7 separate regions of the Mus musculus genome follow, and regions 1, 2, 3, 4, 6 and 7 are each linked to region 5. A link is a contact called in public HiChIP or PLAC-seq and promoter capture Hi-C data. All regions are on one chromosome and are shown on one strand. Each heading gives the region's core, a stretch centred on a gene start, on an enhancer-like site or on the middle of the called end of the contact. The rest is flanking DNA. Distances are from core to core; before and after follow the strand shown.

Evidence for each region. Promoter capture Hi-C pulls out the DNA fragments that hold promoters and counts their contacts. HiChIP or PLAC-seq counts read pairs in DNA pulled down with a chosen protein or histone mark. Capture Hi-C pulls out chosen DNA fragments and counts their contacts.
Region 1: a promoter capture Hi-C map of adipose tissue shows a contact between it and region 5. The contact joins the promoter of Sbno2 here to the promoter of Plekhj1 in region 5. A contact is called at or near these places in 1 of 115 datasets of contacts at active chromatin or transcription factors (pancreatic cancer cells) and 2 of 9 other capture datasets (adipose tissue and liver).
Region 2: a promoter capture Hi-C map of pre-B cells shows a contact between it and region 5, with 5 times the contacts expected there. The contact joins the promoter of Abca7 here to the promoter of Plekhj1 in region 5. A contact is called at or near these places in 2 of 39 promoter capture datasets (liver and pre-B cells), 1 of 484 Hi-C or Micro-C datasets (rod photoreceptor), 3 of 115 datasets of contacts at active chromatin or transcription factors (embryonic stem cells, memory CD8 T cells and pancreatic cancer cells) and 2 of 9 other capture datasets (adipose tissue and liver).
Region 3: a contact with region 5 is called in a promoter capture Hi-C map of pre-B cells, with 5 times the contacts expected there. The contact joins the promoter of Cbarp here to the promoter of Plekhj1 in region 5. A contact is called at or near these places in 1 of 39 promoter capture datasets (pre-B cells), 4 of 115 datasets of contacts at active chromatin or transcription factors (double positive thymocytes, large pre-B cells, pancreatic cancer cells and 1 more) and 1 of 9 other capture datasets (pancreatic islet).
Region 4: a contact with region 5 is called in a promoter capture Hi-C map of liver, with 3 times the contacts expected there. The contact joins the promoter of Wdr18 here to the promoter of Plekhj1 in region 5. A contact is called at or near these places in 1 of 484 Hi-C or Micro-C datasets (CD4 T cells) and 2 of 9 other capture datasets (adipose tissue and liver).
Region 6: an H3K4me3 HiChIP or PLAC-seq map of embryonic stem cells shows a contact between it and region 5, with 9 read pairs. The contact joins the promoter of Dohh here to the promoter of Plekhj1 in region 5. A contact is called at or near these places in 1 of 39 promoter capture datasets (erythroid cells), 2 of 115 datasets of contacts at active chromatin or transcription factors (embryonic stem cells and pancreatic cancer cells) and 1 of 9 other capture datasets (liver).
Region 7: a contact with region 5 is called in an HNF4G HiChIP or PLAC-seq map of pancreatic cancer cells. The contact joins the promoter of Gna11 here to the promoter of Plekhj1 in region 5.

What each region holds. Positions count from the first base shown.
Region 1 is chr10:80,100,562-80,104,000 of GRCm38.p6, reverse strand. Sbno2 (strawberry notch 2) reads left to right here and starts at 1,299. Exons shown (of 32, transcript NM_183426.2): 1 at 1,299-1,391.
Region 2 is chr10:79,994,264-79,997,784 of GRCm38.p6, reverse strand. It overlaps Abca7 (ATP-binding cassette, sub-family A (ABC1), member 7), which reads right to left and starts at 1,291. Exons shown (of 47, transcript NM_001347081.2): 1 at 1,197-1,291; 2 at 105-177; 3 at 1-16. The coding sequence starts at 170. Cnn2 (calponin 2) reads right to left here. Exons shown (of 7, transcript NM_007725.2): 7 at 2,385-3,434. The coding sequence ends at 3,171.
Region 3 is chr10:80,135,288-80,139,243 of GRCm38.p6, reverse strand. Cbarp (calcium channel, voltage-dependent, beta subunit associated regulatory protein) reads left to right here and starts at 1,857. Exons shown (of 9, transcript NM_001195268.1): 1 at 1,857-1,956; 2 at 2,062-2,201; 3 at 2,306-2,370; 4 at 2,750-2,894; 5 at 3,698-3,869. The coding sequence starts at 1,864. It also overlaps a transcript of Atp5d not described here.
Region 4 is chr10:79,958,890-79,962,764 of GRCm38.p6, reverse strand. Wdr18 (WD repeat domain 18) reads right to left here and starts at 2,613. Exons shown (of 10, transcript NM_175450.4): 1 at 2,393-2,613; 2 at 1,653-1,763. The coding sequence starts at 2,602.
Region 5 is chr10:80,796,309-80,800,008 of GRCm38.p6, reverse strand. Plekhj1 (pleckstrin homology domain containing, family J member 1) reads left to right here and starts at 1,383. Exons shown (of 6, transcript NM_023900.2): 1 at 1,383-1,928; 2 at 2,032-2,099; 3 at 2,170-2,236; 4 at 3,187-3,277; 5 at 3,355-3,418; 6 at 3,487-3,700. The coding sequence starts at 1,835. The coding sequence ends at 3,597. It overlaps Sf3a2 (splicing factor 3a, subunit 2), which reads right to left and starts at 1,274. Exons shown (of 9, transcript NM_013651.4): 1 at 1,204-1,274.
Region 6 is chr10:81,382,214-81,385,722 of GRCm38.p6, reverse strand. It overlaps Dohh (deoxyhypusine hydroxylase/monooxygenase), which reads right to left and starts at 1,289. Exons shown (of 5, transcript NM_133964.3): 1 at 1,145-1,289; 2 at 1-4. Gm48551 (predicted gene, 48551) reads right to left here and starts at 1,289. Exons shown (of 6, transcript NR_168929.1): 1 at 1,145-1,289; 2 at 1-4.
Region 7 is chr10:81,543,462-81,547,300 of GRCm38.p6, reverse strand. Gna11 (guanine nucleotide binding protein, alpha 11) reads left to right here and starts at 2,139. Exons shown (of 7, transcript NM_010301.4): 1 at 2,139-2,509. The coding sequence starts at 2,374.

The sequences.
Region 1 (3,439 bases), core at 50-2,549, 700 kb after region 5:
TACTCCTCAGGTACCACCTGTATTGCTCCCTGAGACTTGGTCCCTCCTGGACCTGGAATGTGCCCACCAGGCTAGGAACCCTCCTGCCTCTGCTTCTGCAGCACCGGGATGATCATCTGAACCCCTGCCACCACACCTGGGCTTGGGGATAGAGCTCAGGTCCTTAGCACTTTACCCCAAGCTGGCTGCCCAATCCACTATACCAGGCTTTTTTATTGTTGTTTGGTTTTCAAGACACTGCTTCTCTGTGTAGCCCTGGTTCGCTTTGAATTCACTGAGATGGCCTGTTTCTGCCTGCCCAGTGCTGAGATTAAGTTAAAGGAGTGTGCCACCACTGCCCGGCTATACCAGGCTTTTAAACAGCTTTTCTTTTTATCTAGATTGTCTTTCCTTTTGGTCTCTGTGAAAAACTCCTGATTAAACTTAAAATCCAAGTTTCTATAGCCTTACTGCTTAAGATCTCCAGTGGTATCCTTAACTTTATGCAGAGACTCCTGCCTGGGTCTCCTTCCCTGAGGACAGATAGTCCTGATTTCCTGCCCCTTAGACAGGGGTTTTTTGGGGGCACAATAAAGAGCCAGGTTCTCATCTGGGATGGTGGCACATGCCTTTAATTTCAACACTTGGGAGGCAGAGGAAGGAAGATCTCTGAGTCCAAGGCCACGCTGGTATACAGAGGGAGTTCCAGGACAGCCAGCTACATGGAGATAAAACAGCATCCATACAGTTCATTTACTTATGGGCAAATCTAATCTCAGGGTTGCAGGACACAGGCTTCTGAATGGTGGTGCCTCTGGGCCTGAATTCATGATACCCAGCTGGGAAGGGGATGGTGACTGAACTGGCTTTAGCCCCACTGAGGCCATTGCCCTAGGTCTGGACTGAGAAGGGAGACACGTGAATTAGATCTATAGTGGGTTTTAGAGATTGGACCAGGCATGATGGTTTATGCTTTTAAGATCAGCACTTGTAGAGTTCTGGTGGATCTTTGTGAGTTCTAGGCCAGACAAGGCCACATAGTGAGACTGTCTAAAAAGAAAAGAAAATAGGGCTTTTAGATAGTTCTAAGGGAGCGGAGGATGGCAAGGGTGTGAGAGGTTGGTGGGGTCTGATGTTGCAAGTGTGCCAGGGCATGTGCAAAGCCCTGAAGGGGAAACTGAGGAACGATCTACAGCCCAGCAAGGTCAGGCAGGGGACAGAGAAGGGGTCCAGCTCCCTCAAGTAGCAAGAACTGCCCGGCCCCAAGAGGCCCCGCCCCTAAGGCCGCGCCCCTTCGCAGAAGCGGAAGTGCGCGCCGCCGGCAACATGGCGCCCAGAACCCGGAAGTGAGCGGCGGCCGCTGAGAGGCTCCGGGAAACCGAGGCGTCGCGGGCTCAGCGATCAGGTCTGAGGTGAGGCGCCGGCCCGAGACGCCACTGTGACCCTTTCGCGATCCCCACGCGACTCGTGCGGCCAGGCTCTGGTTCCGGGCTTCTCGCGGCCGTTCCTTGGCTGCAGGGTGGGAGCGGACGCGGAGGAGGGTGCCGCACCGCGCGCGACCTCTGACCCTCCCCGCGACCCCCCTGACCCCGCCCCCAGTCACGACCCCTGTGCGCCCCATCTCTCTCTGTGAGGCGAGACCCCACGTTCCGCGTGGACCTCAGTCTCGGTCTTGCCCCAATAGTCCTGACCCCACGTCCGGCTGCGACCCCTGCCCCTGCCCCAGCCGGTGAGCCTCTTGGCTGAACTCCCCCATCTCCGGGGACCTCTCTCTCACTCCTGCTTTGACCCAGCTCCCAGGGAACCCCGACTCCTATTGCGACCTCCATTGTCCGTCTTTGACACTGACCCCAGTTTCCTATGACCCCCACCCCCCCACCCCCTTTCCTTTTGGCTGACCCGGATTCCCGCCTCTGGTGGTGAGAACTTCCTTCCCTGAAAATCTTGTCCACAGCCTGTCACTCCTGGCCTTGACTCTGGTATTGGGTCTTTGGAGGTACCCCTCATTCTTTTCGGCACCTTGATTCCCATACAATCTACTTTGAACCTTGACCCTAACAGACCACCACCCTCCCATCTACAGTTGAACCTTAACCTCACCTTGGGACCCCTGTTCTCCCAGTGAACCTTAACCTCATGCCAGGGACCCCGTCCTCCTAGACCCAGGACCTTCCCTCTCCTGAGACTCAGGTTGCACCCCGGGAACCTTCTCCCGCAACTCCTGCCCTTGACCCTGGTCCTGGGAGGGAACCCCAACCCCCACCTTGTGCCATGATCATTTGACCCCAGGCTCAGTCATGACCCCCTAACCTTTCTTTTCTGTTGTTTTCTATCAACTCCTGTTCAGTGTCCTTTTTGACCCCTTTCTTTTTCTTGTGGTCTTTGACCCTGGTGCTCCGTGAGGTATTTTTGTCCCTTCCTACCCAACTTGGTGTCTTTAGCGTTGAGGGTTCTCAGGACCCCTGGCTATCAAGGAGTCTCCTTACTGGGTTTCCTGGGTGGATGCCCAGACCTGGCCCCACCATTGGTCCCAGCCACGTCTCTCAAGTCTCCTCTTCTGGTTTGGGTTGGGGGAGTGTGTAGTAGAGAGTGACTTTGAAACCACATCACCAGGGAGCTAAGTGGGGGAGAGTGGGTGCCACCACCCTAGGTACTAGAGATGCACTAGAGGGACACAGCTGAACTAGCCTGGTGGTGAGGGAGGGATCTCAGGGTGTCTCCTCAGATGTCATGATTAACGCTCTGAAAAGTTAAAAAAAAAAAAAAAAGGCATGAGTGTGTCAAGTGTCTGGGCCATCCCCCGGCTCTGCTTCCCGGAATGCCTGTGAGTCCCTGAGTCCCGCCCGCTCGGGAGCGGCTGCCTTCCTGCCTTGGCTGTCTGGTGCGGGCCACTGAACCCTGTGATTGGGGAGTGACGGGGAGCCTGGCCTTGGGGGTGGCACGACTGCTGGTGAGTTTTCCAATGTGGTAAAGGGCCCCGAGGTACTAAGCTGAGCTGGGACCCCAGTGAACAGGTTAGATGAGGCATTGCCTGGAACCTGGCCTGGTTGGGACTGGCTCTGTTGTGTGGGACTGGGGACATTTGAAGGAACAAGGGGCATAACCTGGTGCCTCCCTCCCTGCAATCAGCCGTGCTAGGGACCTGATCCAATAGCAATCAATGGCTGGACTCTGTATCTGGGAGGCCTGGCTAGCTGAACCCCCAACTTCTCTTGGCCCCTCTCTACAGCCCTTGGGCCCAGCTTTGGATTGTCCCAGGACCTGGCTCCTACAGGTGGGCTGCTGAGGCTCTTTTCAAGTTGGGAATGATGAAGGCAGGGACCTGCCAACCCAGTCCTGGGTATGACAGTGACAGAGAGGCACCTCTGTGGCCATCAGTCAATCCTGGCAGACTTCTGCTCTGCTCCCACCTTTAAGGAGAAACGGGCACACGCTGGAATGGGCAGCCTGGCCCTACCAG
Region 2 (3,521 bases), core at 42-2,541, 800 kb after region 5:
CCACTAGTAGTTGGATCTGGGGAGAGAATGGGTAGGAGACTTTGGGGGGCCGTGATGGACACCTGCCATCGCCCCCCCCCCGACCTGCAAACCCCGGGCGTTACCGGTTGTCTCCGTCGATAGGTGTAATTTTTCCACAGCAGAAGCATCAGCTGTGTGCCTAAGGCCATGATGACTCTGGACCGGAAACAGCGGAGAGGACAGGACAAAGAAAAGGCTGAGAGTGAGCTGTGTGGCTCCAGACAAATGTCTGCGGGTCTCTGATCCTCATCCTTCCGAACATCGGGCTGAGCCTCAATAAATCTCCCGCAAAGAGCCCGGCAAACAAGGCACCATAGAAAGAAATTCACTAGGGAAGTGACCAATGGGAACCCGGCGCGCAGCCGTCCTCGTAGCTGATTGGCTGGAAGGGCTATCGATGAAGGCTGGGGTCTGGAAGACCCTGTTTGCATTCTTAGGGGGCGGAGCTTGGGTTTAAAGCTTGGGGCTTGGGGCTCGGGGCTCCACGGTCAGCCTCATACCAGACCGGGGTCTCGGTTCCGTTCGCCCCAGGTGGCCCCCGGTGAGACCCGGAGTCTGTGTCATTTGCAGCTGGCCTTCTATTTTTTAAGAGATGGGAACTGAGGCTCAAAAAGGGGCAAAGTCACGCTCCCAAGGAAACCAGAGAAGAAGGAGGGCCCGCCCTCCGGAGTCAAAAGGAGGGTACAGAAGACCGCCGGCTAGGAGGAGTCAGGGACAGGCTCCTTGAGCACGCCATTCCTGATTTCGTTATTTTATTTCCCCCCGGAACTGTATGCCTGTGGCCTGCTTCATGATACCGATAGGGAAACTGAGGCTGACAGAGAGGGAAATTGCCAAAGTTTAACCATCTACATGGAAATTGGCGGCTTCCACTCGGGGACTTTTTTCTTTCATAAAGTGAAATTTGAGATCTGGGGGGTGGGGGGTGACAGGCCTCATTTGGAAAGTGGGACACTGGAGGTGTAGGTTGGCAGAGGTCCCTCGAGGTGACCAGATGACCGCTGTGAGGATCGGTGGTCCATTTTTCCCACACTCCCCGGAAGGATAAGGAAGGGCAAGGGAGAGTAGGCACCTGGAACCCCAAATTATCAGGGAACGTGGCTCAGCCCACCCTCACCCCACAGCATCCCCAGATCTCCAGGCTCCACCTTCCACCCTCTCGGGGATTTTCTCACCGTTCTGAGGCCCCCAAACTCCATCCACTTTCGCTCCTCTCGGCCTCGGCGGGGGAGCGCGGCCCCTTTAAGTGGAGCCCCGCTCAATTGCGGACGACGCCCTTCGCAACCCGGTGCCCTAAGGAGCACCCAGCCCCGCCCCCTAACGCTACTATTGGATATTGCACCTGCTACTCAGGCGACTTTGCCATTGGAGGAGGCGGGACCACAGCCCGCCTCTCCGAGCCGGGTTTCTTAAAGGGACAACAGGATTCCTGCTGCATCAGTTTGGCTTCACTGGGACACGACAAAGAGGGGGACAACGGGTCACCTGTGAGTTCACATCTTGAAATGGCAGCTCCCCACAGCAAGACATTCCTGTCTCCTCTCCCCAAGGACTCCTTTTTAAAAATACTTTTTAATTTTGAGAGTGGCTCACACTGCTGTGGTAGGCCTGGAAATCACTGCTTAGACCAGGCTGGTCTCACAGAGATCCGCCTGCCTCTGCCTCCTGAGTGCTGGGATTAAAGGCGTGTGCCACCACAAGTAACCTTTGTTTTTAAATTTAATTAATTTGCTTATTAGGGTAGGACACATGCATGCATGGCATATCTGTGGAGGTCAGAGGACCATTTCCTGGAGTCTATTCTTGCCTACCATGATGTGGGACCTCAGGCAAAGACCAAGTTTAGGTCGGAAGGTTTGCACAAGGTCTTTGTATCCTGTGCCATCTCCTGCCACCAGCCAGAATTGTACCACAGCCTCTGTGAGCTCATCTCCAAAGTAGAGCTTCAAGGACCTGCACATTCATTTTAGCAACATCCTCTGGTCTAGACAATTTCAGAATCAGGTGGCAGCCCAATATCCTAAGATTAGAATCAATAGTTGCCTGGATTGTAGGCAAGATTCTCAGATGTCTCCTACTCTGGAAAAAAAAAACTGGTTTATTTCACAAAGCATAGAGGGAGATGGGTGTAGATCACCCTGGCAAGCGTGAGTTAGGGGGCCTTAGAAGTTGGGGTTTTGCAGATGCATAGGAGTTCGAAGGAAGCTGGTGAGGGAGACTCAGCCTCTTTCTCCACCCTAGCCCCGATCTATCTCACATCATTCATTCAACTGTGTCTGTTTCTCGCCTTCTCCCTAACTTTTGTGCAGGGCTTGCACCTTGCTTCTAGACAGCGCCCCCTCCATCACGGCCAAACTCAGGAATGTACTTTACTCTTAGAAACAGAGGTTTTTATTGTTTTTGTTTTTGTTTTGTTTTTGTTTTTTTTTTTGTTTTTTTGGTCCACACAGGGAATTTCACATTTTCTGGCAGTGCAGGGGCCCGTGTGGGTCATGTGTGGCCCCTTCCGAGGCCCAGACTCTAGCACACCTAATCAGGGCCTGCACAGGGGCAGGGAAGCCTTCAAACACCAGAGGAGTGAGGGAGGGCTGCAGGCGTTGGGGTCACATCTGGCTTGCCTCAGTTTCCCCACGGGGCACAGGAGGGTGAAGTCTGAGAGTCGTGGGAAAGCAAACTTAGTCCCTCAGAATGCCTGCAGTATTTTAAAGCCTAGTGTACTCCAATACTTTTGAGGCAAAACCCCCACAAAACCCCTTGTTTTCTTTCATTGAAACTGCCTGTAATTTCCCCGGGTTCACAAACCACAAACTGATGTGAAAGAGATGAAGAAACAGGAAGCCCATTGGGGCCAGCCTCTCCCACAGCCCACTGGGAAACGCACAGCCTCACTGTCCCACCAAGGACACCCATGTCCCCTGTCTGGTGGGTCAATCCTGGGAAGGAAGCGAGGCATGGTGGGTGAGGAAGGAGCATAGATAGCACAGATCTGTCATCCCAGCCCTTAGGAAGCTGAGGCAGGAGGATTGCAGTGAGTTCCAGGCCAGAGAGAGATACAAAGAGATGACCAGTTTCCAAACACAAAACACAATGAAAACCCCAAAGCCCACACAGGGCTGCTGATGCAGTGGGGGAGCTGGCATGCTGGGTGCTCAGTAGCCAGCTTCCTCCTGGCAGTAGGCCAGGTACTCTGGGGCCTCGCCTTGGCCGTCACCCGCAGGAGCCCCGTCAGCTGCAGAGCCCTGTGGGCAATACTTGGGATCGTAGATCTGCCGCCCCAGTCCGAAGACCTGACCGCTCTGGTTGGCGCCCTGCGTGTAGCCCATCTGCAGGGACATGGAAGAGTTGTCGCACTTGTCGGTGCCCAGCTTGGTGTCATAGATGTGCCTCCGGGTCCCTGGAGCTGTCATGCCCACCTGGAGACAGGGGAGAAGGTAAGTGGGGCTCAGAAGAAGAGCAGCTAATCCCCTCAGTGTACTCCCTGTAACTCTCTACAGGGCTTC
Region 3 (3,956 bases), core at 608-3,107, 660 kb after region 5:
GGCCCCACCTCTCCTGCGCGCCTCCCCCGTGCGCTGCTCTCCCCATTCATAAATTCTCCGTCGGCTCCGCGGCCACCGAGCTCCAGAGCCAACCGGGAGAGCCGTGTATCTGCCGCCCGCCCTCCCGCCGCCCATGGGCCGCACGCCCCGGCGCTGAGGTAGGCGCGGCGGGCCCTGGCGCACGGGGCCGGGCGGGGACGGGCGGGCGAATGCGCGCGGCCAGGGGATGGCGACCAGTTCCAGGGTCCGCCCTGGCCCACTGGTCCTGTCGCGCGCGGCTCCGGGAAGGGAGCGGAGCGTGGGAACGGCCTGAGCGGCCCTGCACCCCGCCCACCGCCCGCAGCCCCGAGAGGGAGCCAGCCCATGCCTGCCCTTGGCCTCAGTTTACCCTAGTGACAGGGCGAGAGCGTTGTCGCCTTGGCCTCCTGGATCCTCACGAGCCTGGCGTCGCGTTCTCTGCGCTTTTCCGCACCGTATCCTACTTGGGGGGCCTGGTGGACGTTCTGTGGGGACTCCATGTCTAGGCTTGCGTTCTCGCTGGCTCTCATGACCCCGCCTTCCTCGCCTTGGGTCTCCAGCCATCTTCCTCCCCCACCTCTCATTACCATCCTCACCATGCCCCACCCCCTCCAGCCTGAATTCATTTCCCGACCTACGTATGCGCCCCATGCCACCCACCAAAATTGATGCCCGCTGCTCTCTGCCTGGGTGCGCTGAGGAAACGTAGCCTTCTGGGGGGGGGTACATCGTTTATTCAGGTTTCGCCCCACAACTCCTCCACCATCCAGTCTGAAAAACACTGGTGACGGTGGAGCCTGCGGGCTCTTCTTCCATGGGAAAGGGGTTTGCATGCTCACGCTGGTGTGGGAAGTAGGGATGGATGGCCAAAATGGCCTTTATTACTCCAGAATCATCTTCATTCCCGGACTGAGTCAGGTGCAGTTTTAACAAGCCCCTTCTGAATCCACCCCACCCCATGATGTGCCCTAGCCTCAGTTTCTCCACGCTTCTGGCAGAGGCCTGGTGAGCAGCCATCTTGGCCAAGCCTTGGGGCGCCCCTGTGGGCGGCCTCCCCCGCGCCCCCGCCCGCCTCCCTCTGCTTGGCAACAGCCCCCCCCCCCCCCCCCGCCACTGCGCGGCCCTGCGCACCGTCGCCATGGGAACCAAAATTTTCAGGCCAGGAACAGATGAGCGTCTTTTGTCCTTTGCACTCCCACCAGTGTGGGGAACAAGGACCTTTCCCTATCGAGTCGTGACTGGGGGTGGGGGAATCATTAGTACAGCCCCGCCCACACCTTAGGTGCACTACCTTCAATTCCTTTTCTGCACCATGAGACCCTGAGACAAGAAGGACACCTGGGATGTTGCCTGAGTATGCTGTGGAGGCGTCATGTGTTTGTTCCTCCAAGGGTGCTTTCCCTTTCCTGGGCATGGCTGCGCTACCTTGCCGGTCTGGCCACCCCAGCCAGCCAGGGAGGTGGTTGGCATTTGGGAAAGCCACATTTACACACACACATACACACACACACACACACACACACACACACACACACACACACACACACACAGTGCTGCGCAAGCGCGATGACACCTTTTATGTGATAAAGATGGCGAAAGAGAGGTCCTGGCGTGTGTGTGTGTGGGGGGGGGGGGGAGCCTTGGCTCCAGGCACCCCTGCGGGGATGGGGAGTTGGGGGGGCACTCACATTGTAAGACTCGGCCCCACCTGTCCATGAGTCACCCCAGTGACGGCGGCTGCTGCTGCTGCACGGGGACGTAGGGGCTGACTTGCAGGGGCTCTTGTGGGGAGGGGCCGGCAGAGCTGAACCTGAGCTGGCTCTATGCCCTACTTGTAGCCTCAAAATGCAGCCCACGGCCACCATGGCCACAGCGGCCGCCACTACCGCCACTGTTGCCCTGACGACTTCGTGGGACAATGCCACCAGCCGCCCCACGGTGGGTTGGGTGACTCCTGGAGACTGGGGGTAGAGGTGGGATGGAAACCCCACTCTGCGGTGGAGCCCTGACATGCCCCGCCCTGTGCACTCAACCCCGACTCAGGCGGAGCCTGACCCCATCTTGGACAACTATGTGCTGCTGGTGGTGGTGATGTCGCTGTTCGTTGGAGGCACGCTGGTGGTGCTGTCTGGCGTTCTTCTGCTCTGCAAACGCTGCTGGGAGGTGCACCAGCGCTTCAACAGGTGCTTGTCCTGGGAACCACTTGACACATGCCCAGGCGCGCTTGCAGAGCCTCAGAGTGGAGACGCCCCATTCCTGCTCACTCTTCTTCCCCTTTCTTCCTCAGGGCCATGGAGGAAGCAGAGAAGACCACCACTACTTATCTGGACAACGGCACCCACCCTATACAAGGTGAGGGGCCCGCGCGGCTTGCAGCACCCCTAGCTGCACTTGACTGTGCCTCCCGCCGCGCCCCACCCCTCGGCCCCCTGCCCGCCCCCTCGGGCCGCCTGACGGTCTGTCTGTCTGTCTCCCCCACCAGACTGGGCGCAGTTCGAGTCCGACTCATCTCTGTTTCCTTAACGCCCAGGCGTAGGTGCGCACAGGCGCGTGCTGAGAGCGAGTGAGTGTGTGAGCGGATGAGCGAGTGCCCGCCGCCCCGCCCAGCCCGCCCCGTCCTGCCCTCACTCGGCCCGTGCCCCCCTCCCAGCCCACCCCGCCCAGCGGCCTGCCTGGCAGCCAGACACGCGCGGCCCACCCCGGGCCCACCCTCTCTTGGCTCTCCTCACAGACCCCGACTGCAGGGGGGAAGACCCCGAGGGCCAGGACACCGAAACAGAGCGCTTCCTAGCCACCAGCTCCACCGGCCGCCGCGTGTCCTTCAACGAGGCTGCCCTGTTTGAACAGAGCCGCAAGGCTCAGGACAAGGGCCGCCGGTGAGAGAAGTCAGGGGGAGGTCACAGCAGCTTGGTGATGAAAGCTGGGGATCCTGGCTCAGGTCTCTTGGTATGGGCTGGCAGGGTGGAGAGTAGAGTAAGTATCAATATCGAGGTCTAAGCAAGGCTGAGGCAGGAGAATTACTAGAGTTATTTTTAAATTTTTACCTATTTATATGTCTTTGTGTGGGGGTATGTACATGTGGTTTCAAGTGCCCACAGAGGCCAGAAGAGGGTGTCAGATCTCTCTGGAGCTAGAATTACAGGTGGTTCTGAGTAGCTCAGTATAGGTGCTGGGAACCCAACTCAGGTCCTCTGCAAGAGCCATAGTGCTCTTAACTCCTGAGCCATGGTTCCAGCCCCAATTGCTACAAATTTCAGACCCCGACTGGTCTGCATAGAAAATACACAGAGAGAGTTCCAGGTCAGCCATGGGTGTATTTCAAAGACCTGCTTTAAAAAGAACACCAGCACATGGTGGGCAGAGCCAGGAAGATTGCTGCAAAGTTCAAGGCCAAACCCAGGCTAGAGAGTGAGACCTGGTCTCAAAAAACAAACAAACAAATGGCAGTCTCCAGCAGAGGCAGGTGGGTATTTAGTGAGTTTAAGCCCAGCCTGGTCTACATAGAGAGACCTTGTCTCAGAAATTAAACAAAAACCTGTCACCCCAGCATTTGATAGGTGGAGGCATGAGAATTAAAAGCTCAAAGTCTTAAACAGGGAGAGACCTGTCTGTCAAGATGTTAAATGTAGGTGCTATGCGAGGGACTGCCAAGGGCTGACTGCTGGGGTCCCCAACATAGGTACACCCTGACAGAAGGGGATTTCCATCACCTCAAGAATGCCCGCCTCACCCACCTCCACCTACCGCCCCTCAAAATCGCTACTATCCATGAGTGTGATTCGGGGGAGGCCAGTGCAGCGGCCACACCCCACCCAGCTACCACCTCCAAGGACAGCTTGGCTATTTTCCAGGTGAGGTCAAGGTTACAGCTGCCTGTGGTCTTCAGCAGGTCTTGGAAGGCTGGGGTGGGAAGGTGGGATCGCCCCTCACCTACTTGT
Region 4 (3,875 bases), core at 1,364-3,863, 840 kb after region 5:
CACGGGGCCCTCAGTACACAGCAGCACAAGCCACGCTGTGGGGCTGTAAGACCTTGGCTTTGGTTTTCCTCTCTGCCCAAGCCAGCTTCAGCATCATGGGCTGAGAATGCCATGGAGGTCCTGGCATGGTTTGGAGGAAGATGAAGCCAGGAGGAGCAGAAACATGGCTGAGCTCAGCTCTGTGCTGCCGGCACCTTCCCTCCACATAAGGCCAGGTCAGGACAGCCTGGACCCTTCAGTTCTCCAGGGTTATTAACTAGTCCTGACCCAGAGGCAGGCAGCTGGGGCCAGCAGAAGGACCTCTGGCTCTGTGGGAAGCAGGGTGCTGGTACCTTTGTGCCTGACTGTGAGACAAGGGGGGCTGGCTATCACTGGGCTTATGGTAAGTTTTACTTTATTTTTTTTCTTAAGTTTACTTACTCATTTTATATATTTGAGTACACTGTGGCTGTCTCCAGATACTAGAAGACAGCATTGGATTACAGATGGTTGTGAGCCACCATGTGGTTGCTGGGAATTGAACTTGGGACCTCTTGAAGAGCAGTCGGTGCTCTTAACTGCTGAATCATTTCTCAGGACCCCGGATAGTTTTATTTTAAATTTCTTTTTTTTCTTTTCTTTTCTTTTTTCTTTTTTTGGTTTTTTCAAGACAGGGTTTCTCTGTATAGCTTGGAACTCACTTTGCAGACCAGGCACGCCCGGCAAAAAAAATTTTTTTTTTTTGGTTTTAGAGACAGGGTTTCTTTGTGTAGACCCGGCTGTCCTGGAACTCCCTTTGTAGACCAGGCTGGCCTTGAACTAAGAAATTCACCTGCCTCTGCCTCTCAAGGACTGGGATTAAAGGCGTGTGCCACCACTGCCAGGCTTTAAATTTCTTTGTAGGTCTAGGGGTACTCTCAGAGGCCAGATTTGAAGGTGCTTAGTTCCCTGGAGCTACAGACAGTTGTGAGCTGCCATGTGAGTGCTGTGAACTAAACCTGGATCCCCTGAAAGAGCAGCCAATGTTCTTAACTGCTGAGCCAGCTCTCTCATTCAGTAGACAGTTTTTCTTTCTTTTTTCAGGTTTATTTCCTTTATGAGTATTTTGCCTGCGTGCCTGTATGTGCATGCAGTGGGCAGTCTGGTGCCTACTGAGATCAAAAGAGGTGTCAAGTTCTCTAGAACTGAAGTTATGGATGGCTGTGAGCCATTCTGTGGGTGCTGGGAATTGAACCCAGGTCCTCTGCAAGAGCAACAAGTGTAGTCAATCACGGGAGCATTTCTCTTTGCTGCTGACTATGGATGTTAACTGACTTTCTGCTTCCTGCGCTGACTTCCCTCATATAAACCACAAGTGTAAATAAATGCTTTCCTCCTCCTCTGCACTGCTTCTGGTTCCTGCCTCCTCCTCCTCTGTACTAATTCTGGTCACTGCCCTTTTCTAAGTTTCTTTCCTGGTTGCTCACGACAGCACTAGAGCCACCAGCAGGTTGAACACTGTCCTGTATCTCAGTCACAAATGAGGACCCTATAGACATGGCCACATTTTTGTTTTCAGAAGTCATGGGTAAGATCTCCAAGACCACCTGCCTACCTCAGGTAAAACTGGACACCAACCAGTTTTACTCTCTAGCATTCCCAAGTGACACATACGTGTGACAAGCTGTTCTCACCTCCCACAGGTAGATGCTCTCTGCAATTCCTGCCAGGACATACAAGCCATTAGGTGCTGTGGTCAGACAGGTGACAGGCCCAGGACACATGATTTTCTGTTGGAGCTGATCCTAGGGACACAGGATACAAGACAAACTATGTGAGTATCAGAACGGAGGCAATGGAAGGTTAAAGTTTTTAGTACAGAGAGCAAGAGTAAGGGGGTTGGGGAGACAGACTGCTCAAGTGAGGGGTTGTCGGTGCGGCTCAGGGTTAGAACCACTGCCTAGAACCTCCCAGTGAAGGGCAGGGTCAGGGCTCAGCAGTAGGGATCCCAGCGGACAAGAAGGAAGCTCTGTGTTCCAGAAACATCAGAACCAGTAACCCCAGGCCTCAGTCAGTCCTGACTATGAAGATCTGCGACTCTTTACGAGGGTAACAAAAGGACGGGCCGTCGGTCTCTGTCTTCCTGCGGCTCCTCAAGATCTCTGATCTGCCATGCTGTCCAAAAGCATGACCTCTAACGGACCCCATTTTCCCTTCTGCATCAAAATTGGCGTCCCTAACACTACAAGCGTGCAAAAGCGGATTCGCCATCGATCTTCATCTGAGCACGCGTGCGTTGGCGCCATCTCCCTAGGAGAAAACCCCTCGGCCTCCGAGTACGCCCTGTCACGCAGCCACCCCAGGGTCGCCGGGACCCCAACCCTGGCGGCGCCCCAGGACTCTCGGCTGCCCCGCGGACGCTGAGGCCCCACACCTTACGCTGCAGCTCCCAGGCGCAGATGTAGTTCTTGCCCTGCTGCGCCGCCAGCAGGTACTCGCCATTGAGTAGCGCCAGGCCTCGCGGCCCCGCTTGGCCGCCTCGGTAGGTGAGCAGGTTGGCGCCCGAATGAAGCTCCCACACCACGCAGCTCCAGAGCTGTGCCGCGGCGTCAGTACACACCACCACTTCCATGGGCGCCGCCATCTTGCTCTGCCAGTCCCGCCCCTGAATCCCATCATCCTTAGAGAGACTGTTAAGATGGCTCCTGGCCGACTAGAACGGCCATAGCGCCTCCTAGAGGCCAAACTGGAAAGTCTACGCATGCGCGGTAGCTTCACCAAGCCGAGGAGGCTGTTGATTGCCTGGTGCTTTACGGGTTCCAGGAGCCCTAACGTGCGCATGCGTAAAAAGTTCGCGGCTCTGGGGCGGAGCTAGCAGCAGGTGAGAGGGCGTAGCCAGACGACCTGCACATGCGTACAAGCCAGTGCGCGAAAGGCGTAATGCTAGACCCAGCCAAGCAGGTTAAAGAACACCAGGAGCTTCTTCGGGGGCGGGGCGGGGCGGGGCGGGGCGGGGCGGGGCAAAACAAAACAAAACAAAACAAAACAAAACAAAACAAAACAAAACAAAACAAAACAAAACAAAACAAAACAAAACAAAACAAAACAAAACAAAACAAAACAAAACAAAACAAAACAAAACAAAACTGGATTCCTGCACATGCGTAGAAGACTGGGGAGTCCCTGGCCGGTCAGCACTGTATTACCTCTGTGTAGTGGAAGGTATTTTTGCTACCTGTTTGCTGGGTTTGTCTTTTTTTTTTCTTTCTTTTGTTTTCTTTTTCTTTCTTTCCTTCTTTTTTTCTTTCTTTCCTTCTTTCTTTTCGAGACAGTGTCTCTTTATGTGCTGGGTGGCCTTGAGCCTCCACCACCGGTGACCGGTTTATTTACTTTCTTTTCTTCTTCTTCTTTTCTTCTTCTTCTTCTTCTTCTTTTCTTCTTCTTTCTTCTTCTTCTTCTTCTTCTTCTTCTTCTTCTTCTTCTTCTTCTTCTTCTTCTTTTCTTCTTCTTCTTCTTCTCCTCCTCCTCCTCCTCCTCCTCCTCCTCCTCCTCCTCCTCCTCCTCCTTCTTCTTCTTCTTCTTCTTCAGATATTTACTTTATTTACATTTCAAATATTGTCCCCTTTCCTGGCTTTCCCTCTGAAACCGGTTTACTTTTTTTTTTTTAAAGATTTATTTATTTATTATATGTAAGTACACTGTAGCTGTTTTCAGACACTCCAGAAGAGGGAGTCAGATTTTGTTACAGATGGTTGTGAGCCACTATATGGTTGCTGGGATTTGAACTCCAGACCTTTGGAAGAGCCGTCGGGTGCTCTTACCCACTGAGCCATCTCACCAGCCCCCGGTTTACTTTTTAAACCTTGTTTTATAGCAAAAATATAAACCACTGATCTTTATACTTTATTTAGACCAAA
Region 5 (3,700 bases), core at 134-2,633:
GGTTCACAAACATCTGTAATGGAACCCGATGCCCTCTTCTGGTGTGTATCTAAAGACAGCTACAGTGTACTCATTATAAATAAATAAATCTTAGAAAAGCAAAACAAAACTGGGGCCTGGGTGAGCACACTGCTTGCTCTGTGGATGGGGCACCAAGCTCTGCAAACGCCCACCAACAGTTCCCAACCCCAGGAAACACAGAAAACGTAGGGCGTGGTGGTGTACACTTCTCATCCCATTTCTTTATCCAAGGTAGGAAGATGGTTAGGTTAGTGTTAGAGACCAAACCGGGCTGTGCAGTGAGATCCTATCTCAGATAAAAGAAAAAAGGGTGGCGGTAGGCTCCAGGGACTCTGATATCCCTTTCTGGACCCTATGGGTACCCCACTCACACACAAAGCTCCACACAGACACATTAAAACAAAATCTTTAAAAACGCGGGGAAGGGCATTTATCTGCTTGCTGACTACTGCTGCAACACGACCACCACGGCAGACCGCACCTTCATACCATCAGCCAAAATAAACCCTCGATTCCTTAAAACCAATCAAAACAGCCAAGTGTGGTGGCTCATGCTGTAAGTCCCACTATGCGAGAGAAGGCAGAGGCATGGCAATGTCTGTGAACTGGAAATCGGCCAAGTTTCCACACCGAGTTGCAGGTCAGCCCCAGTTAAGCAGTGAGACCCTGTCTGAAATAAATGAAAAGTTGTGCCGATGACTGGAGGGGCTCACACGTGAAACTTGGGACAGGAGGCCAGGACGCAGGGACGGGAGATGCGCAACCTCACGGACTACCGTAAGATTACCGATGAACGATCAATAAGGACAGAGACGTGGTATATGTTAAGGTAATGGTCTGGGAGGAGGCCTGGTCCCAGGACAAATCCCTTTTATGTGCAGATACCGTTATCTTTCAATCCCAGCAAGGGACCTGCTCCGGTGGACAGGAGCAGTGGTCGCCAGGGCCCCGATTAACGAAGGTGGAAACGGAAACAACCAAGGAGGTCAAAATACACGCCGAGACGCCACTCGGACACCCCGAACCACCCTGGAGGCCACAGAAGCGCCACCCAAGCCAGCAATCACGCGGCGACCCAACGGGCCTCGCGAGAGCGCGCTCTCCCGGCGGGCGCGCGCCGATCCTGAGGCAAGAGGGCGGCCGCTGCCTCTCCCCGTCCCGCCCCCGGGCTTTCGCTCCCACCTTCAAGCCTCCCCGACGGAGCAGCCGCCACCGACAAACTGTGCAGCTCCTCACCAACGCTAAGGCCTCGCTATCCGGGTTTAATCTCCGCCAAGGCCGCGGTTTCGCCGCGCGCGTGCGCACGACCGACGAAGCGATCCCTTCCGGGAGCAAAGGCGTCGGCGTTTCGTGTGTGCGCAGGCCCAGCGGATGGACTTCCGTCTTCGGTAGGCGGGAGAGAAAGGAGCGTCGGGGCGCAGAGTGCGCGTGCTCACTGCAGCGACCGCACAGTTTCGCTCCGCCCTAAGTCTAGCGGCGCCGGCTATCGTGACAAGAGGAAAGCGTTAGGGTTCACCGGCCCAGGAAGGCGCTTCGCTCATCGTGGAGTGCTCTGAGTCTAACTTACACCTCACGCTTAGTATGTCTGGCGGTTATTTAAGGACGGGCCATCTCCTTCCCGTCTGACTCTGTTCAACCGCGCAGACCCATAAATTAGGGCCGCGCAACCAGCCCAACAACGCGCAGGCGCAGTAACCGGGTTGGGACTTCCGAGATCGCTCTCTGAGACTTTTGTGGCGCTGGCTGCGGCTTCGGGGAGGACGGCGGCCGAGAGGCAGGGCGCGTGTTGGTTCGCGCGGATCCGTGCGGCGGGATGCGGTACAACGAGAAAGAGTTGCAGGCGCTGTCCCGACAGCCGGCAGAGATGGCGGCCGAGCTGGGCATGCGGGGCCCCAAGAAGGGCAGCGGTGAGCCAGTCGGGGCTGCGGCTGGGGCACTTGGGCGGGCCGGCGCGGTTCCTGGGTGGGCGAATGAGAACAGTTCCGCGCTGACACCGCCCTGTGCCTACAGTGGCCAAGCGGCGACTGGTGAAGCTGGTGGTCAACTTCCTCTTTTACTTCCGCCCGGACGAGGCCGAGGTAGGGGCGTGGGGGGCGCGGGGGACCCGCGCGGCCCGGAGGCCGGCGCTCATGGCCGTGTCTCGCGCAGCCCCTCGGAGCCCTGTTGCTGGAGCGCTGCAGAGTGGCCCAGGAAGAACCGGGCGGCTTCTCCATCAGTAAGTTTCCATCCCGGACTCTGCTCCGCACACCCGATCCTTTTTACTCCCTTAGGAGCCTACGTTTGTCCTGGATCCCGCGTCCGCTGGTGGCCCAGGACTGGCCCAGCTATCACTCAGAGTGCCCACTGGGTCTGGTTCTCGCTTAGTTTCTTCTCCGACCCCTCTGCCCGTTCCCAACTGAGAGAGGTGCAGTCTGCGAACGTGGGGTGTATAGCAGGAACAGTCTCTGCCGCCCTCTCTGCCACGGGTAGGGTACGGGCAGGCTTTAAGGCCTGTCTCAGCCTTCTTCCCTAACGAGAACTTTACAGTATCTTGTAGAGATTTGGGCATCATGTCTACCTATATTATCCAGTGGGGTTCTTTATCTGTACCCCTCTTTTCTCCTTCTTGCACGAGTGCACACGTGTTTTGGGGTGTGAGTATGCCAGTAAGGCCAGAGGGAAACTTGAGTAGTTGGTTCTCATCTTCCACTATGTAGGTCTCCAGCATAAAACGCTGGTCATTGGGCTTGGCAGTAGGGTCCCACCTGGGGCTTACTTTTAAGTTATACTGACTGGCCAGCAAGCCCTACGAACCCTTCTGTCTCTTTCATGAGTCTTTCTTGAACACTGACATTACAGGTGTATTCGTTCTGCTCTCCGACACGGATGCTGGGGCTTCATCACCCATGTTCTATTGCCATTCAGTTTAGGGTCTAACCTAATGACCTTCTATTAGCCACTTCCATTCCCAATAACCCAACTTCCCAGTGAGTCCCCTATTTGTGGGTTCAGGGGTCAGGATTCTGGAGGACAAAGCCAGCATGAGACAGGCAGAAGATGACTTGGTGTTAGAATAAGAGGTGTAGTTTGAAATCCTGGTGAGAGGAAGCTGGGACTTGTGGCCAACAGGATGTAGACCAACTGGACACTGACCAGAGGTGGCTCTTATCCTTTATCCCTTTCCAGGCTTCGTCGAAGACCTCAGCAGGAAATATCACTTTGAATGCTGTAGCCAAGAGCAGTGTCAGGACTGGATGGAAGCTCTGCAGCGGGCCAGGTGGGGCTTTAGGGACTGATGGGAGCTGGGTGGAAACATGGGGGAATGTGAACAGTGAGCCCAATCCTTTCCTCCAGCTACGAATACATGCGACAGAGCCTCATCTTCTACAGGAATGAGATCAGGAAGATGACTGGCAAGGTATGTGGGGCGGTCAGGGATGGGACAGCTTTCCCTGGCCTTGCTCACAGCCACCGTGCCCTCCACAGGACCCCCTGGAGCAGTTTGGCATCTCCGAGGAGGCCAGGTTCCAGCTGAATAGCCTGCCTAAGGATGGGCGGACTACTTGTATTGGCTCCCAGTTAAATGTGTTGGACTGACCCTCTCTGGGCCCCTGGCTACCCTGGGAAGTTTTTTTTTTTTTAATATAGGTTTTAATACATCTGTTCAAAAGGTCCAGAGGAGGTGGGCAGGGTCTGTGGT
Region 6 (3,509 bases), core at 40-2,539, 590 kb before region 5:
AAACCTACGGTAGAAAAAGGAGAAGGGGAAATCTCAAGCTAGGGCACACACCTGCATATCTGCCATTCCAGCCCCGGGATGCTGAGGCAGGAGGACCCCTGAGCTCCAGGCCACAGAACTTTCTCCACATCCATCCAAGTGCTGGGATTAAAGGCATGCGCCACCACCACCTGGCCAGACTTTTTCAGGATAGCTTAGATGAGGGATCTAGAAACTGTCAGTTGCAAAATGGATCTCACCCCTGCCTCCCACACCACCTTACTGGAGGTTCTCATGTAGCCCTGTGGGATACACTTTATCCGTCCCCTCCTCCCTCCGGACTTCTCCCTGCTCCTGCCTTTGCACAACTTGTACCCTCTGCATGGCCCCATAGATGCAGGACAACACTCCCACACAGGTGTTTTCTTTCACGGATGAATTAACACGGAAACAGACATCGTCCAGTATAAGAGGACCGGCCCCTGTCAGCCATTAGACATACAGCAGATGCATACATAACAAACTGGACTAGCAGGCTGTGGCAAGCTGGAAGGCCTTCTGGGCTCTGATGTCACCCAGCGTCCCCGAGTTTAATGAGGCAGGTATGGCTGCCTCACCAGTGATGCCCATCAGCCTACAGTCACACCTTGAAAATGGAATTCATCAACACACATGAAGCAGGTCTACGGGAGCTGGCAGCAGCTGTGTGGCAGTGAGACCCACATCCCGATTTACCCCGAGCAACAACAGGGGAGACCAAGGATCTCGTGGGTCCAAGAGTGCCCATTCGAGGTATGGGGCCTCCCGCTTAATTCAAAAAGGCTCCAGGCTGGGCAGAGGCTGAAGCAGGAAGATAACCGGTCCCAGGAGATCCTGTTTCCAAATACTTAAGCTGAGAGGTCAAGCGCGGGCCGGCCTGCACGTGAGCCCCGCATAGGCGGCCAACCTGTCAGCTAAGCACGGGGTAGGAGGAGGCCATTCGTAGCCACACAGTGGGTTGGAGGCTAGCCTGGGCTACATGATATCCTGTGTGACGTCAAATACTGAAGGAAAAGGGTCCAATTCCCCGTAGGACCCCCTCAAGGGAAATCCCAGCGCTCCCGGGAGCAGCGAGTACCTCAAAGCGGAAGTCCCCCGAAGGGGGGGCACTTCTGGCACTGCTCACCGTGTTTTCGTCTACAGGGACTCGTCAATAAGCTCCGTATACTCGGGACAGATGGAGAGAGTCGCTGCGACAGCTCCAAGAACAGGTCCGCGGACGCATCTCGCGCGACGTCCTCTGGACGCCGCCATCTTGATGGCCACGTGACCATGCTGGGCGGAACCATCGTCGCGACTAGGGGTGACCACACCCGGAACGATGCGGCAGCGACGCCCCAGGACTGTCCTAAGAGCCGGAGAAGCAACTTCCGGTCTTCCTCCGGAAGAAGAGTTTCCGACCGTCTCTCCCATAGAGAAAAGAAAATGGTTTGATCCCATTCACAGCACAACCGGGCCGGCCGTGCATAGCGCATGCGCAGTGTATAGTGGGCGTGGCTATGTTCTACAGGGCGCGGCCAATGGTCTCTGGGACCAAAACAGAGGAAAAGAAATGGGAGATAAAATAGGCGTTACGAGCAATCTCAGCAGTGAGGGCACTTGCAGTCAATTTGAGAATGAGTTCGATTCTGGGGATCAACAGGATATACGGCAGTGACATGACCATAAAGTCGAAGTTTAAATTTTTAAATATGCCGGGCGTTGGTGGCGCACGCCTTTAATCCCAGCACTCAGGAGGCAGAGGCAGGTGGATTTCTGAGTTCGAGGCCAGCCTGGTCTACAGAGTGAGTTCCAGGACAGCCAGGGCTACACAGAGAAACCCTGTCTCGGGGAGAAAAAAAAAAAAAAAGCCGGGCGTGGTGGCGCACACCTTTAATCCCAGCACTCGGGAGGCAGAGGCAGGCGGATTTTTGAGTTCAAGGCCAGCCTGGTCTACAAAGTGAGCTCCAGGACAGCCAGGACTATACAGAGAAACCCTGTCTCGAAAAAACAAAACAAATGTATATATGTGTGTGTGTGTAAATGTCATGAAGTTCATTACTTTTTTGGTTTAAAGATTTATTTATTTATTTTTAAAGATGTACTTATAATATATAAGTACACCGGTTGTGAGTCACCATGTGGTTGCTGGGAATTGAACTCAGAACCTCTGGAAGAGCAGTCGGTACTCTTAACCACTGATCTCTCCAGCCTCCTCATTACTTTTTTTTTTTTTTTTTTTTTTGAGACAGGGTTTCTCTGTATAGCCCTGGCTGTCCTGCAACTCACTTTGTAGACCAGGCTGGCCTCAAACTCAGAAATCCGCCTGCCTCTGCCTCTCGAGTGCTGGGATTAAAGGCCTGTGCCACCACGCCTGGCTTCCTCATTACTTTTTTAATGATTTATGTACATTGGTGTTTTGCCTGGATGTGTGTCTATGTTAGGGCGACAGATCCTCTGGAACTGGAGTCAGAGTTGTGAGTCACCATGTGGGTGCTGAGAACTGAACCTGGGTCCTCCGGAAGAGCAGTCAGTACACTCAACCACCAAGCATGTCTCCAGCCTCCATGAAGTCCGTTATTACATAATTATGTAAATTTAATTTATGGTAATAACAATTTTTAAAGTAAAAATAAAATTAAGACAAAAATACACTATTTTTCAGAATGCTACCAGGAAGCCTGTTATTATATGGGCTTGTATGATGCATGGATATAAATGTGGAAAATGCAAATGTCAGTACATACGCTAAAAATACACAATTTACATGCCAAAAATTCAAAGTAAAATGAATATTAGACTGGGAATGAATGTTTAAAACATTTTATAACTGAGCTTACATCTTTAAATCCCAGCACTCAGAAGGCAGAGGCAGGTGGAGCTCTGTGAGTTTGAGGCCAGATCTACACAGCAAGTTCCATCCAGCGCTACATAGTGAACACCTGCCTTAAAATACAAGAGAAAAATCACGTCTGCTCTGTGATGCGGCTCTTTGCTAAGCAGTCCTCCATGGGCAAGCAACATGGGAGGAAACCCACAATGGAGCTGACACGGTTGGGCCCAGAGTCACTTTTTGATTTCTTGGTTGGATTTCCTCTCTAGATGTTTGTTTTTGTGACCAGCATCTTGCTCTGCAGCCCAGGGCTGGCCTCCAACATGGGACACTGCCTCCTGAGTTCTGGGACCACAGACCACAACTGTTCATGTACATCCTGTGGGCTCTGAAAGTGCCTTCCCCAGGTGAGGTAGCGTGTGTGGAGGCCGGGTGGAGTGAGAGACCAGGTCTCAAAACATAAGAATGATTGAGGAAGACACTTCCATCTGTGCACGTTCATATGCACAGAAAAAAAAACATAAACACATGGCCGCAGATAAGGGACCGCACTGTCACCCTGGCCAGCTTGCCATAGGACACAGCTTTGATGTTTACACGAAGCTTCAGGAAAGGCTGTGGTTGCTGTAACAGATCACAGGATCCGGTGATATCAGGTGTGATCCAGCCCCCATACCAG
Region 7 (3,839 bases), core at 890-3,389, 750 kb before region 5:
AGTGTGGGGATGAGGTGGGGTCACCGGTGTGTGCAGCCATCAGTGGGTGTTGTGTTTGAACTCAGGTCCTCATGCTTGCCTAGAAAGTCCTCTTAGGAGCGGAGTACTCCCCTCAGCTCCACCCTGCTGCCCCTTTTGACAGGGTTTCTCTGTGTGCCCCTGGCTGTCCTGAAACTCACTCTGTAGACCAGACCACCTTGAACCTCACGAGAGATCCAACTGCCTCTGCCTCCAAGGTGCTGGAATTAAAGGCGTGCGCCAAGGCCTGGCTGCTTGGAACCCTTTTTTGCCGACAATTTACCAGGTGATGATCCCTAACCCATGAATCCAAACAGAACAGCTCACAGGGGCTGGAGGGTAGTATGGCCCAGTGGTACCGTACTTGCTGTTCCTGCAGAGGACCCAGGTTTGGTTCCCAGTATCCACTGGGGGTTCACAGCCACCTGTAACTCCAGCTCCAGAGATGTGACACCCTCACAGGCAAGGAAAACATCAGTGCATGTAAAATAAGATTAAATTATTTTAAGAAAAGGAAACTATGTATGCACACAAAGATAAATGTGAACAGGCATCATGGCATATGCCTGTCATTCCAGCACTGGGATGGTCAAGGCTCAAGGGGTTGCGCCTATGAGCTGCAAGAGGAACTTTGACCACATTGGGCCACCCGGGAGCCCCTTGTCTGGGCCATGAACTCCTGGGGTGGGGACAGAGGCCCTGATAGGAGAGTTTCAGAGGAATAATCTCCCCACAACCCCAATCAGCTAGTAAATGAAGACTTTGACCCTCCCCTTGCCGTCTTATCTCAAGGCTGGGCAATCAGGCAGGGACTGGGACAGGAACGCATGCAGCACAGGCCTGACTTTCAAGTTCTTTGTAGTCTCTTATTATTGACACATGCCCTGATTGAGTGCTGACTGGGTACGCATGCCTCTTTCTGGAAGGTAGAAAACACTTCTCAGGTTTGTGAGTTAGTTTACACTTGGGGGACTCAGATTGACCCACCAACAGGGAACTTACCTGCCTGGTACATGCGGGGGGCGGGGGTGGGGTGGGTTCCACTCCAGCACATGCAAACCACATTCATGGGCGTTCACATGCACAACAACAGCGTAAATTGGTGCTTGGTATACAGCAGGCAGACTGTTAATAATGCTTATTCTTCACCTGCCAGTAAGCCTGGTTGACAGTATATATGTATGTATGTGTGTGTGTGTGTGCGTGTGTATATATATACACACATATACATATATACATATATGTGTATGTATATATACACACATATGTACATATACACACATATATGACATATGTATATATGTATATATATATATATACACACACATATATATATGAAATCAGGCAGCATATTAATAGGAGGTACTGTGCTGCATCAGCACATAGTACACAGTAGGAGCTATATACAATATGTGGTATACGGCAGGCACAGCATTCATATTTGGCATACGTTGTATATGTGAAAAACACTTGGTTTGTATACCCTATATTGAATGTGGCAGTTACATATGCGTGTTTCCTTAAGGCTTGGTATACAGTAGATGTGATATTAATGCCTGAGCTACCACAGGCTGCCGCATCAGTGTATACTCTACAGCAAGCATTGTGTTCATACTTGTGACCTGTGTGGTATTTAACGAGTGCTGCATGAATGTACTGTACACAGTAGGGCATGAATTTCTGCCTGGCACACGATAGGCCTGCTTAGGAATGGATGAGCGAGCCGGTCAGGGCGTTTTCTCACATCCGCAGGCGGTGACGGCCTCGCTCCAGAGAACTGCAGCCTCTCTCTTGGCGCTCTCAGCACAGCCTCGGGGAGCCGAGAGAAGCCGAGCGCAGCCGAGCGGCGCCTGCCCGAGCCGAGAGGAGCCGAGTGTAGCCGAGCGGCGCCTCCCCGAGCCGAGCCTCGCTTCGCCTCCCGAAAGGAACCGAGCTCGGGCTTCCGAGTCCTCCCCATTCCCACAATCCTCGGCGTCCGCGCCCAGCCGCGAACCGTTCAACCCCTTCCCACGTCGACGCAACCCCACGCGCGCTTGCGCTGCGCCCTCCAGACCCCGCCCCCGAGCGGCGAGGCCCCGCCCCCAGGCGATCCTAAAGTCCTGTCCCTGCGGCGCGCGCGCGCGCGCAGCCGTGCGGCCCCTCCCATTGGCCGCGCCGCCTGCCCGTCCCGGGGCCCGTGGCAGCGCTTCAGGTCCTCGGGCGCCGGCGCTCGGTGGCGACGGCTGCGGGTAGCGGCGGCGGCGGCGGCTGCGCTGCACGGCGCGGACGGTGGACGCGCCTCTGGGGCCGGGCCGTGGCCTTCGGGGAACCGGGAAGAGGTAGGGCCGGGCCGGCGGCAGCCGGAGGACCGCGACGATGACTCTGGAGTCCATGATGGCGTGTTGCCTGAGCGACGAGGTGAAGGAGTCGAAGCGCATCAACGCGGAGATCGAGAAACAGCTGCGGCGGGACAAGCGCGACGCCCGGCGCGAGCTCAAGCTGCTGCTACTTGGTGAGCTGCGTGCCCGTGCCGTGGGACCTCTGTCACGGGGACCGGGTGGGTGCACGGGGCATCCGGGCCTTGCCGGGGTCTCCGCGCGCGCAGGGTGCTGCAGCCGCCGCGGTCTCTGGTCCCCGGCGAGTAGCGCGCGGTGACAGTCGGGTGCGACCCCTTCAGACCGCTGCCCACGGCCTGTCGGGCCACCTCGGATGTCCTCGGGGCAACTAGTCAGCGCTGCCCTGCAGCGGTCAGCCCTTCCGGGATCGCTGCACCCTGAGCAGTGCAGGTGGCTTGGGCCTGTGGTGGCCAGCTTCTCCCGTGTGGTCCCCTGGGCTCAGCCTGTGCGACCCTTTGTGGCCAGCCTTTCTGTTATCCAGGCCTTAGATTCATTCGGGGTCAGCCTCCTGCCTCTGATATCTGTGGTGAGATTTTGCATCTGCTGGCCACATTGGGCCCCAGGACCCTGGGAGACTTGCTTTCTGTCGCTCCTGAGAATTCTTGCACGGAGGTGGCCCTTGGCCCTGCCGCACCAAGTAGGCTCTCTCCTTTCCATTGTCCCCACATAGCCTCCGGTGAGCCCTGTAAGCTGTCTTGCTCTCATGATGCCCCTTTGGATTACAGACTCCCCAAGACAGTTCCCAAAGGGTTGCACCCTCCTCTCTACCTCCAAGGACTATACACCCAAATGGTCCTGCTTTGCTTCTGGCTTGTTGCTTTCGTGGGTACTCCTCAGTCTCCCTCTCTTTTCCATAGATCCTCTGAATTCCTCCACATTGGAGTGGGTGGCTTTTCTTCTTTGGGCTTCTGTTGTGCCGGAACCCAGTAGGTTGACAGCAGTCAGCCTTGCAGCCTCCCTGGCCCTGTCCTGCCTCCTGGGGGTCCAGTCTTGTCCTCTCCACACCCCACCCACCCCAGGGAAGCTCAATGTGTGTCTGTCACTTCCTGGGGTTCTGACTCCTCAAGGCCCACCTGTTGCTGGGAGCCAGGGAGCCCAGGTCCTCTTGTTGTCACCCCAAATAAGAGCCCAAAATGAGGACAGGGTAGCCTGGGCCCTGTGGGGGTTTACAAAACAGACTGGGGAGCTCTGCCTGCCCCTCCCAGATCCCAGATGAGCTACATGCAGTTCAAGAATGGGGACCCAGGACAAAGGGTGGCCTTGGAGAACCTGAGGAAAGGACTGTGGGGAGCCTTTGACTAGGAGGGGTGGAGGGCAGTGATACTCCAATTGTCCCATGAGAGATGTCAGGTAGGAGTACACGCTGTCTTCTGTTGCTGTGGCCTGTGTGGTTCTCAGGGTCATGGAGCCTTGGTTACTTTTCTCCAGCATGGTGGGATTCCCTCA